Regions from separate parts of the Mus musculus genome. Here region 1 is linked to region 2. A link is a contact called in public HiChIP or PLAC-seq data. All regions are on one chromosome and are shown on one strand. The core of a region is the stretch at or near the end of the contact, and the rest is flanking DNA. Distances in the headings are between cores, read along the strand shown. Region 1 has its middle 82 kb from the start of Gm33502. Region 2 holds the start of Fam43a (family with sequence similarity 43, member A).

Evidence for each region. HiChIP or PLAC-seq counts read pairs in DNA pulled down with a chosen protein or histone mark.
Region 1: an H3K27ac HiChIP or PLAC-seq map of embryonic stem cells shows a contact between it and region 2, with 9 read pairs. The contact joins the enhancer-like site here to the promoter of Fam43a in region 2. A contact is called at or near these places in 17 of 39 promoter capture datasets (the 3T3-L1 cell line, 3T3-L1-derived adipocytes, cranial neural crest and 10 more), 1 of 15 datasets of contacts at CTCF or cohesin (large pre-B cells), 18 of 484 Hi-C or Micro-C datasets (the 3T3-L1 cell line, 3T3-L1-derived adipocytes, the Patski cell line and 7 more), 15 of 115 datasets of contacts at active chromatin or transcription factors (CD8 T cells, the NIH/3T3 cell line, the SCID.adh cell line and 8 more) and 3 of 9 other capture datasets (adipose tissue, embryonic stem cells and pancreatic islet).

The regions. Positions count from the first base shown.
Region 1 is chr16:30,709,295-30,714,219 of GRCm38.p6, forward strand. No RefSeq gene overlaps it. Among named protein-coding and RNA genes, the nearest start is that of Gm33502, 82 kb to the right of the region's middle. Within about 2 kb of position 3,492, at least 2 of the 459 cell types and tissues checked have an H3K27ac peak or open chromatin away from gene starts, as enhancers often do. A contact at or near this core is called in embryonic stem cells, where this site is marked.
Region 2 is chr16:30,597,667-30,602,599 of GRCm38.p6, forward strand. Fam43a (family with sequence similarity 43, member A) reads left to right here and starts at 2,057. Exons shown (of 1, transcript NM_177632.3): 1 at 2,057-4,933. The coding sequence starts at 2,934. The coding sequence ends at 4,208.

The DNA of each region.
Region 1 (4,925 bases), core at 2,242-4,741, 110 kb after region 2:
GGACTGGCTTTGGTGGGCCAGGTAGCACCTTTCTTAATCTCCTGGAATTGCTTGGTGCATTTAGAGTAGCTTGAAGACTGAAGGGGACCATTACAAGAGATGAATATCCCAATGCCCTGCCTTTTAGCTAGAGGAGGTGAGCTGGCCCAGGGTCTAAAGAAAGGAATGCTGACCGAACTCTAGGGCTTGGTTTATGTCCTAAGTTTATTTGCGAGTCACTGGAGGCTTGGCACATCTGTCTTTCCTATTTTCCAGGTGCCGCATGCCGGGCTCTGTACCTAGAAGGGGTTTCGTAAATGCTCAGTAGGGAACTAGCAATCAGCCAAACAGCCTTGGAGGATTTTGTTCAGTGCGCTTGGGGGCAGGGGTGGATGAGGCTTGGGTAATTTTCCAAAGCTCTGGAGGCCTGGCGAGGCTGACGGTGAACTCGCAGGAGTAAATTGCTCACCTCTGTGAAGGGAACGAGCTCTCCCGGGGCACTGAGTGGTTAGAGAAAGAAGTAATTCACTAAATGGAGCCTCCTGCCACGGAAGTGCGCGAGCTTGGAAATTAACTCATCATCGGACATTTCAGAGGAGCATTATTTTATCAGGACTGTTGGAATCGTGACTGGGGTTAGTCCTGAGACACCACAGGCAGGCAGATCTTGAGAAGCTGGGATGACATCTGTGCATGAATATTTCCAACTATAAAACATTGTCTTTCAACTCCAGCAATTCTACTGAGAAACTGAGGCCTAGAGAGTGGAGAGAGTGGACCCCAGAGAGGTCCTTGGCTCCCAGAGTGGCTTTGCTGACTTCTCAGAGCCCTGGGGATGCTTTCCTCCTTATTAGGAGGTCACTGGGTGTGTGGTCGGGTCCCTTGGTTGCACCTAACATTTTATTGTAGGTACTTCCCCTTTGTTTGCAAGTCTAGGCAAGGTCCCTGGGAGCATTAGAGCCTCCTGCCCTTCCTGGGTAAACTGTGACCAGTCTATGCTGTTTCTGAACAGAGAGAACCTGTAAAGAGTTGGCGATCTCTTCCTTTGGTATGAGAATTTGGAAAAGGAGCCAGGAACCCAGGAAGGGTAAGGGCCTGGTGTCTGTCCTGTGTCGTGTGTGACCCTTAGCTCGGGTACTTCATTATATAGATTTATTCAGGATACAGTGAGAACGGGGGCTATAAAGCTCTGTAAAGGGATGCAGTCAGAGTACTTGGGGAGGGCCAGTGAGGTCGCTGAGAGGGTAAAAGTGTCTGTTGCCAAGCCTGACAACTGAAATTTCATTCCCAGAACCCACATGGTAGACGAGAACCAGTTCCAACCAGCTGTCCTCTGGCTTCCACATGTGTGCTATATATGACACACACATGAGCTTATGTACTTACATGCACACATATAAATAAATAAATAAATAAATAAATAAATAAATAAATGTGTTTTTGTTTGTTGTTTGTGTTTAAGAAAATACGCTGACAGACGAGTACACTCTGACTTCGTCAGTAACGGGTAACAAATTGTCCAAGTTCTCCATCAATAAATGAAAACGCTGGAGGGAAACTTGACATCAGCAGGGCTCGATCTCTGGGCCGTAACCTCTTTGCGGGTATCCCAAGACCTTTGCAGCAAGGGTAGCCTAAGACTGTCAGGAAAACACAGATATTTACATTATGATTCATAACAGCAGCAAAACTACAGTTATGAAGTAACATTGAGAATAATTTTACGGTTGGGGGCTACTATAGCGTGAGGAACTGTATTAAAGGGTCGCAGTATCAGGAAGGTTGAGAGCCACTGCTCTAGAGCCTTGGGTTGGAACTGCCTTTAAAACTCACCCACAGCTTCCTCCTCGCCTTCCTGATGTTGTTCTATGTGCTCATCCCAGCTTTACTGCTTCTTTTCCCCTCCAATCAGCAACTCCTATAATCCAAGTCTTTCGGTCTACAAAATCAGCGCTCTGGATGGCAGCCTCCTATGTCAAGACACCTGCCTTTAGAGGAGCAGAAACCCTCTTTGAGCTCAGATGACTACAGCGGCATTTTCAGAGACCTGGGGAAAAGGCTGTATCTATGACTTTCCTCTTAGTATAGGCCCCTAGATAGTGGGTCAAGCTGCTGCTCTCTCCTGTCCTTGCAGTACAGAGTCGGGATCCTGGGGCACTGCCTGGGATACAGGCATAGGCCACAAGGACTCAGGGTTAGGGACACAGGTTGAGGGCTAGCCTCTCACCTCAAAGAAGCTGAACTCAGTCTCCCACAAGAGACTCTTTCTTCTTCACTCCTGCCTGCCTCTTCCAGGTCAGGAGGAAGGGGTTGGAAGGAAGAGCTCAGAGGTAGCCCCTGGGAGTCATGACTGTGCCATCTCTGTCACCTTGGGTCATTTACTCTTGTCTACTGGGCCCTGTGTCTATATCATTGTCCTGTCTACCTGCCCACTCAGATAGGGACATGAGAGAGTGTTGAGGTGTTCTGTAGAGCAAGGCACAGGCTCAGGTTGAACAGTAAAGCTGACACTGGTGGCCTTTCTGGGGACACCTGTACCCTGGAGGGAGATCTGCAGGGGTGTGGACGTCCAACTTGCCCAACAGGATCCCCCCCTCCTCTCGGGACAGGGCCCAACCTTCTGAGCAAGGTCATACATCCTCCCATGTAGAGAAGAGTGACACCTCTGGCTTCTCTCTCCAGGGACGGAGGAGCAAGTTCACCTGGTTATTGGAAAGTAAACAGTGGTTGGGCCTTGTGGTTCTTCTCATTTCCTGTTGGGTGGGTTGTCTACTGGAGGCCCCACGGCCGATCTCCAGGAATCTTGTGCCCTTGGCCCAGCCATCAGGTCTCTACTTTAAAAGTTCCGCAGAGAAAGGTGTATCCCCCGATCCACAGATCTTTATCTCCGTTTGTCTTATTCCTTTGTCTTTTCTTAGCTGATACAGAACTGGGAAAGATGAGACTTGTTTTAAAAATAACATCTCCTGAGCAAAACAAGGAGCAAGGTGTTTGGAGGTCTCCCTCCTGGAATTTTGAGTCCCAGACCGAATTGGGTCAGGGTTATTTGTAGGCTGCGCCCCTCGAGGGAAAGCTGCGACGGCGCTACCTGCTGAGGCCCCTGCATCTGTTCTGCACAGTCCAAGCATTTAGCTCCTGTTTCTCAGAAGAACCACAGTAGCTTCAGGCCTTTGGCCAGGTTCTGAAGAACAAACAGGGTTTCAGGCAGAGGGAGGGCGGGCGGCAGAGTAGCCGGGCAAGGAGGAGGATCGAATGTAACTGGCTACACTTTCTACGCACGGAGCTTGGTAGAGATGTTGGCTGCTCCAGCTCCCGGCAGTATTAAATGGCAGGATAGGGGTTTGGATCTTATTGTGTTGGGGATATGAAGACTGAACCATGGGAGGCAGAGAGGTGGTGGCGGCAGAAGAGCAGACTGAAGGCCTGGAAAAGGCTGCTGCAGGGACTGGAGTTACAGCCTTGGCAAGGTCACCTTCTGCTCCCTGCCCCTCTCTCCAGTTCCACACTCCTGAGCTCCTCAGAGTGTGTGCCTGAGGCCTGTTCCTTTTGTCTTCACAAACAAGTAAGTGCATCTGTAGCGCCCCCCTCGCTCTCTAAAAGCTCAAGGGTGGCCACCCCACACCCACACTCACTTCACACCATTCTGCAAGCGCCTCTGTCTACCTCAACGGTGTTGCTCACAACTGTATTTTAATCTGCATACAGAGCTCCCATAATTTAGCCAACCAGTTTCTCACTGATGGATATTTCAATTATTTCAAACTTTTATTAATATGAAAGAAAAGGAGACACAGTAGCTGTTCTTAATATTCACTCCTGTGCCCCACCAGGGGATTCATCCTATAATCAGCCACCAAACGCAGACACTATTGCATATGCCAGAAAGATTTTGCTGAAGGGACCCTGTTATAGCTGTCTCGTATGAGGCTATGCCAGTGCCTGGCAAATACAGAAGTGGATGCTCACAGTCATCTATAAGATGGAACACAGGGCTCCCAATGGAGAAGCTAGAGAAAGCACCTAAGGAGCTGAAGGGGTCTGCAACCCTATAGGTGGAACATCAATATGAACTAACCAGTACCCCGGAGCTCTTGACTCTAGCTGCATATGCATCAAAAGATGGCCTAGTCGGCCATCACTGCAAAGAGAGGCCCATTGGTATTGCAAACTTTATATGCCACAGTACAGGGGAATGCCAGGGCCAAGAAGTGGGAGTGGGTGGGTAGGGGAGCAGGGCAGAGGGAGGGTGTACTGGCTAGTTTTGTGTCAACTTGACACAGCTGGAGTTATCACAGAGAAAGGAGCTTCAGTTGAGGAAATGCCTCCATGAGATCCAACTGTAAGGCATTTTCTCAATTAGTGATCAAGGGGGAAAGGCCCCTTGTGGGTGGGACCATCTCTGGGCTGGTAGTCTTGGGTTCTATAAGAGAGCAGGCTGAGCAAGCCAGGTGAGGCAAGCCAGTAAAGAACATCCCTCCATGGCCTCTGCATCAGCTCCTGCTTCCTGACCTGCTTGAGTTCCAGTCCTGACTTCCTTTGGTGATGAACAGCAATGTGGAAATGTAAGCTGAATAAACCCTTTCCTCCCCAACTTGCTTCTTGGTCATGATGTTTGTGTAGGAATAGAAACCCTGACTAAGACAGAGGGTATGGGGGAACTTTTGGGATAGCATTTGAAATGTATATAAAGAAAATATCTAATAAAAAAGAAGAAAGAAAAGAGGAAAAAAAAAGGAGAAATAAACACTAAAAATCCTAAAAAAAAAAAAAAAGTTCACTCCTCTGTACTTACTTTAACATTTATTTTTAGCAGAACACAGATGCTCAAAAACAATGCCTTGGGGGCCAGTGAGATGGCTCGGTGGGTAAAGGAGCTTGTGCCAAACCCAGCAACCCAACTTCTATCCCCAGGTCCCACACGGTGGAAAAAGACAACTGATTTCCTG
Region 2 (4,933 bases), core at 807-3,306:
ATGAGACCAGCTTTGGTCCTCTTTTTGCTCCCCGAAGCCCTTCTGGCCCTCAGACATCCTGGACACTTGGCAATGTTAACTTCTTGGATATGGGCTCTAGTTTAGAATTTAGAGTTGGGGATTATAGAGGATCACTCAGCTGAAGGCTAAGTTGGCATGCTTTCCCCAGAATATTTTGTTCTTTCGAATTTGCAAGTTGTCATTATTGGCATTGAACAATAATTTCTATTGTGTGCACACACAAATACGCACAATATTGCAGTCCCTTTGGCAGAAAAGAAACATCAATGTTGGCATGATGGATTATTATAATTCTGGTTTGTTCCATCCTGGTGTCTGGTATTCCCCCCCCCCCCCCCGCCTTAGCCCACCCACACAGCTGGCAAGTTGGGCACTAGGACCCTCGTTAACGGCCAGTCAGGAAAAGGCCATTTCTTCCTACAGAGAGAGAGGGTTTTAAATCCATTATAGGACATTTCTTTGATGGGGAAACATTTCTTTATTGTTATCACTGACTCTGTCGAATCTCATACAAGTGTCTGCATTTTAATCTTGGCATTGCATCATCCTCTGCTCTCAGAGAGCCCTCCAATCCCCCTCCCACTTGGGGAAATCATCTTTCAAACATCGCTTGCTCCCTGGATCCTCTTTAATTTTCTTAGTCACTGGGAACTCTCTTTTCTCTTTTCCCAGATTCTCATAGGACTTTGGGCTTTTCTGGCTGAAGTTAACCCAGCAAAAAAAAAAAAAAAAAAAATATATATATATATATATATATATATATATATATATATATATGTTTGCTCGGATGTCTCATTCATCAAATAGAAGTCGTTTAGCTTTTACTGGTTGGCCCCTGGGTGTCCAGAAGGTTGTGGAGGGTTCAGAGGGGCAAGCCGGCGAGTGAGGGTATCTTGTCTAGAGCTAGACATGGTGGTGCATGCCACAATGTGGAGACGGAGACAAGAGGATCCAAATGTGCGTAGAGCCTGATCGAGGTAACCAGATCCTGTCTCAGGGGAGGGAAAATAAAGGGGAACAAACAAACCCCACGTTGTCCAGTTAGCTCGTGAAAAAAGAGTATGAAAAGTATCATCTGAGTTTTTACTAAGCATTGTCACCCAAATTGCATCAGTGATGGCTCTACAAACAGCAGCACAGCCTTACTTAGAAACTTCATATGTCTCGAAAAAGTGCCTTACTCTGAGGGTCTGTGGCAGTTTGGGTCGGGGGTGGAAACTGGAAGCAAGTAACTTAGGGACCATTCACTACTGTGTTCAATATTGTTCATGGCAGTCATCTTAACCACGAACTTTCCACTACCTGCTTGCTGCTCACCGGCGGATAAATGGCACCAGGAGAAGAGTAACAGGCAAAAAATTGATTCTCTTATAGTTTGCCCCCCCCTCCTGATTCCCCCCCCCCCCCCCCCCAGTTTCTCTGTGTAGCCCTGGCTCTCCTGGAACTCACTCTGTAGACCAGGCTGGTCTCGAACTCAGAAATCCGCCTGCCTCTGCCTCCCAAGTGCTGGGATTAAAGGTGTGCGCCACCACCGCCTGGCTCTTTATTTTCCTTAATAGATGATTATTAAAGAATAATAGTAAACAGAACCTGCAAATTCTCTTGAAGTTGTCACAGAAGGAACACAACAACAGTCACCACAACGACAAAATACTACGCAATTTTCCCCAGAGCCTACAAGCTCAACTTCCACCGCCTCCTCCAGAAGTTTCGATCTAGACGTAGACTTATTCAGCGAGTTGCAATTTAGCCTAGGGTGGAGTGTCAAAGTTTAAGTTCCTCTTGCTATCTATCGGGTAACTCCAGGTCTTTTGGTTTCTATAGCTAAAAGAGATGCTGGTAAATTTGGAACGTGGTTGCCTAAGTGGACTAGTCTTCCCTTCTCTCGACCAGTGCCTGCAACCTGGTCCCTTTAAGAGACCAGAACTGCGTCCGGCGTCGCAGCCCTAAAGGGATCCTCTCCTGTGCTCCTCCCCTGTCCGCGCGGTGAATGGTTCGTGCCGGCCTATATTAACCCGAGATCTTCCTCCCGGACGGCAATGATGTGAAGCGAGCAAGTCGGCTACCGCGCGCACGACCACAGAGGGCGCGCTGCAGATCGCCGAGAACCCCGAAGCGGAGCCGGACACCCCCGGAGGGAAGCAATGAGGTAGCGGCAGTCCCCGGAGCGGACGATGTGCGCGTCCTGCCCTCCGAACCCCGCGCTACCTTGGCCGAGACGGCCGAGCGCGAGTCTCCGGCGTCCCCTCGGAGCGAGGATGCAGTGAGCTGCGGGACCGCTGTGCTTGGCCCGCCGCGGCCAGCCAGACCTCTCGGACCACACTTGGGGCAAGCTGCTTATTCAGGGACCAGTCCAGCCAAGGGGCTCGCCCTCTTCTGCACCCACTGGGGGTGGGGAGCACCGGCCCCTGGGCGCACTGCTGTAGTTTCCGCGGCTCCTGGCCCTGGCCCAAGACTTGTGTGTGTGTCACGTTCGCTGAAGAAGAGTTCCAGCTTATTTCTCTCACCATCCCGGTTGCTTTGGCCGAGCCGCCCACCTTTATTTATTTGTACGCACTCATTTGGCCTTTTTCTAAAATATTTTCCGCTCCGCTCTCTTATTTTGTTGCTTGTTTGAGACTTTTGTCCTGGTCCTCCTCATCTAGGCTTCTCTCTCTCTCTCTCTCTCTCTCTCTCTCTCTCTCTCTCTTTCCTGAATATTTTTTTCTAATATCCTACCCCAGTCCCTGCGGGGTTCCCAAGCACTATCTGGCCTCTCCTGCCTCCATCTCCCTGCCCCGGAGGTCCTCCCAGCCTGAGTTTTATTTTTCGAGCTTGCCCGGGCCAAGCGTAGCCTGGGTTGGTGGCCCTGCGGGGCTCTCACCCCGCGCTCGGCCACCGCCGCCCCAGCCACTCCCGGGCGTCCTCCGGAGATGCTGCCGTGGAAGAAGCACAAGTTCGAGCTGCTGGCCGAGGCGCCGCCGCGGCAGGCGTCCAAGCCTAAGGGCTACGCTGTGAGCCTGCACTACTCCGCGCTCAGCTCCTTGGCGAGAGCCTGCCCGGAAGGCGCGCTCAGCCGGGTGGGCAGCATGTTCCGCTCCAAGCGCAAGAAGCTGCACATCACCAGCGAGGACCCCACTTACACTGTGCTCTACCTGGGGAATGCCACCACCATCCAGGCGCGCGGGGACGGTTGCACTGACCTAGCGGTGGGCAAGATCTGGAGCAAGAGTGAGGCCGGCCGTCAAGGGACTAAGATGAAGCTGACCGTGAGTGCGCAAGGCATCCGCATGGTGCATGCCGAGGAGCGAGCGCTGCGACGTCCCGGCCACCTCTACCTGCTGCACCGCGTCACCTACTGTGTGGCAGACGCGCGGCTACCCAAAGTCTTCGCCTGGGTATACCGGCATGAGCTGAAGCACAAGGCGGTAATGCTACGCTGCCACGCGGTGCTGGTGTCCAAGCCGGAGAAGGCTCAGGCCATGGCTCTGCTGCTTTACCAGACATCAGCCAACGCTCTGGCAGAGTTTAAACGTCTCAAGCGGCGGGATGATGCGCGTCACCAGCAGCAGGAGTTGGTGGGCGCACACACCATCCCACTAGTGCCGCTGCGCAAGCTGCTCTTGCACGGACCTTGCTGCTACAAGCCGCCAGTGGAGCGCAGCCGCAGCGCTCCCAAGCTGGGCTCCATCACCGAGGACCTGCTTGGGGAACAGCAAGAGGAGGAGCTGCAGGAGGAAGAAGAGGAGCATCTGGAGGACTGCCTGGAGGAGGAGGAAGAAGAGGACGGTGTGGGGGATGGGGATCCAGCAGAGGAAGAGGCTGAGGCGCAGAGGGCGCTGGTGGTGGCCATGCAGTTGGAATGTGAGGACTTGCTGGACCCGCTGGAAAATGGCCACGAGGAGGCGTTGGGGGACGGCGGGGTCTCGCTGGGCCCCAGCTCGGGGACATCACTTCCTCTGTCAGTCTGTGCCTCAGACATGAAGGCCCAACTGTCACAGCTTATTAGTGACCTGGGCGACCTTAGCTTTGGCAATGACGTGAGCACCCTGGAGACCGATTTAAGGGTGACACGCCTGCTGTCGGGCGAGAGCACAGGCAGCGAGAGCTCCATCGAGGGCGGAGGCCTGGATGCCACCCCTGTCAGCCCTGGCAACCCATCGGGCCCTGCTGACAGCACCAGCCTAGATGAGCCCTACTCGGGCTAAGCTGCCAGAAGACTTCTCTGTGCGCCCCTCCCAACATACACATAGTGGCTCCCCAACAGTAGTTCTATTCCCCCTAACCTCCAGGAAAGGGAAAATGATGCACTTGAAGCCCAGACCCGACTTTGGAGTTTTCTGGGGAAGCTATTCCCTCTTGCTAGTTGCCCCAGCGCTTTGGCTCAGAGGTGGCTCAGGTTGTGAACAGGGGGATGGGGGGCAGGGAGGGCGAGAAGCACTACAAAGGTGGGTGAGGGAGAGCTGGCTGAAGTTGGAAAAGGCCAAGGGCGGGCTGGAGGTGCCCAGCAGCCGGTTTCCTGTTTGTGAGGCAGCTGGGGCTAGGGAAGGAGGGGTTAACTTCCTCTCCAGACCCCCTGACTGGAAGGCCTCTTTCTGTCATCAATATCTCATTAACAAAGTCACTTTCAAAACGTTGGAGGCTTCAATGCCACTTTACCTGCCCCCAGTTCTTTCGGATAGGGGAGCTTGGGCTGTTTACCTCAGACTCAAACTCTTGAAAGTTTGCCAAATTTCTCAAATAACTCTTCTTGGGGGGGGGGGCAGTGTATGAAAGTCGTGTTTTGTTTACAGTTAAAGAAACCTAATATCTAAAAAACAAAAAAGGAATTTTCCTTTAGAAATACACACCTTCCTCTGGCCCCAAAGCTCCTACTCCATGATGCTATGTAAAATATTTTTGCACTGTTGTGAAGTATTTTTGACTTTTTGTT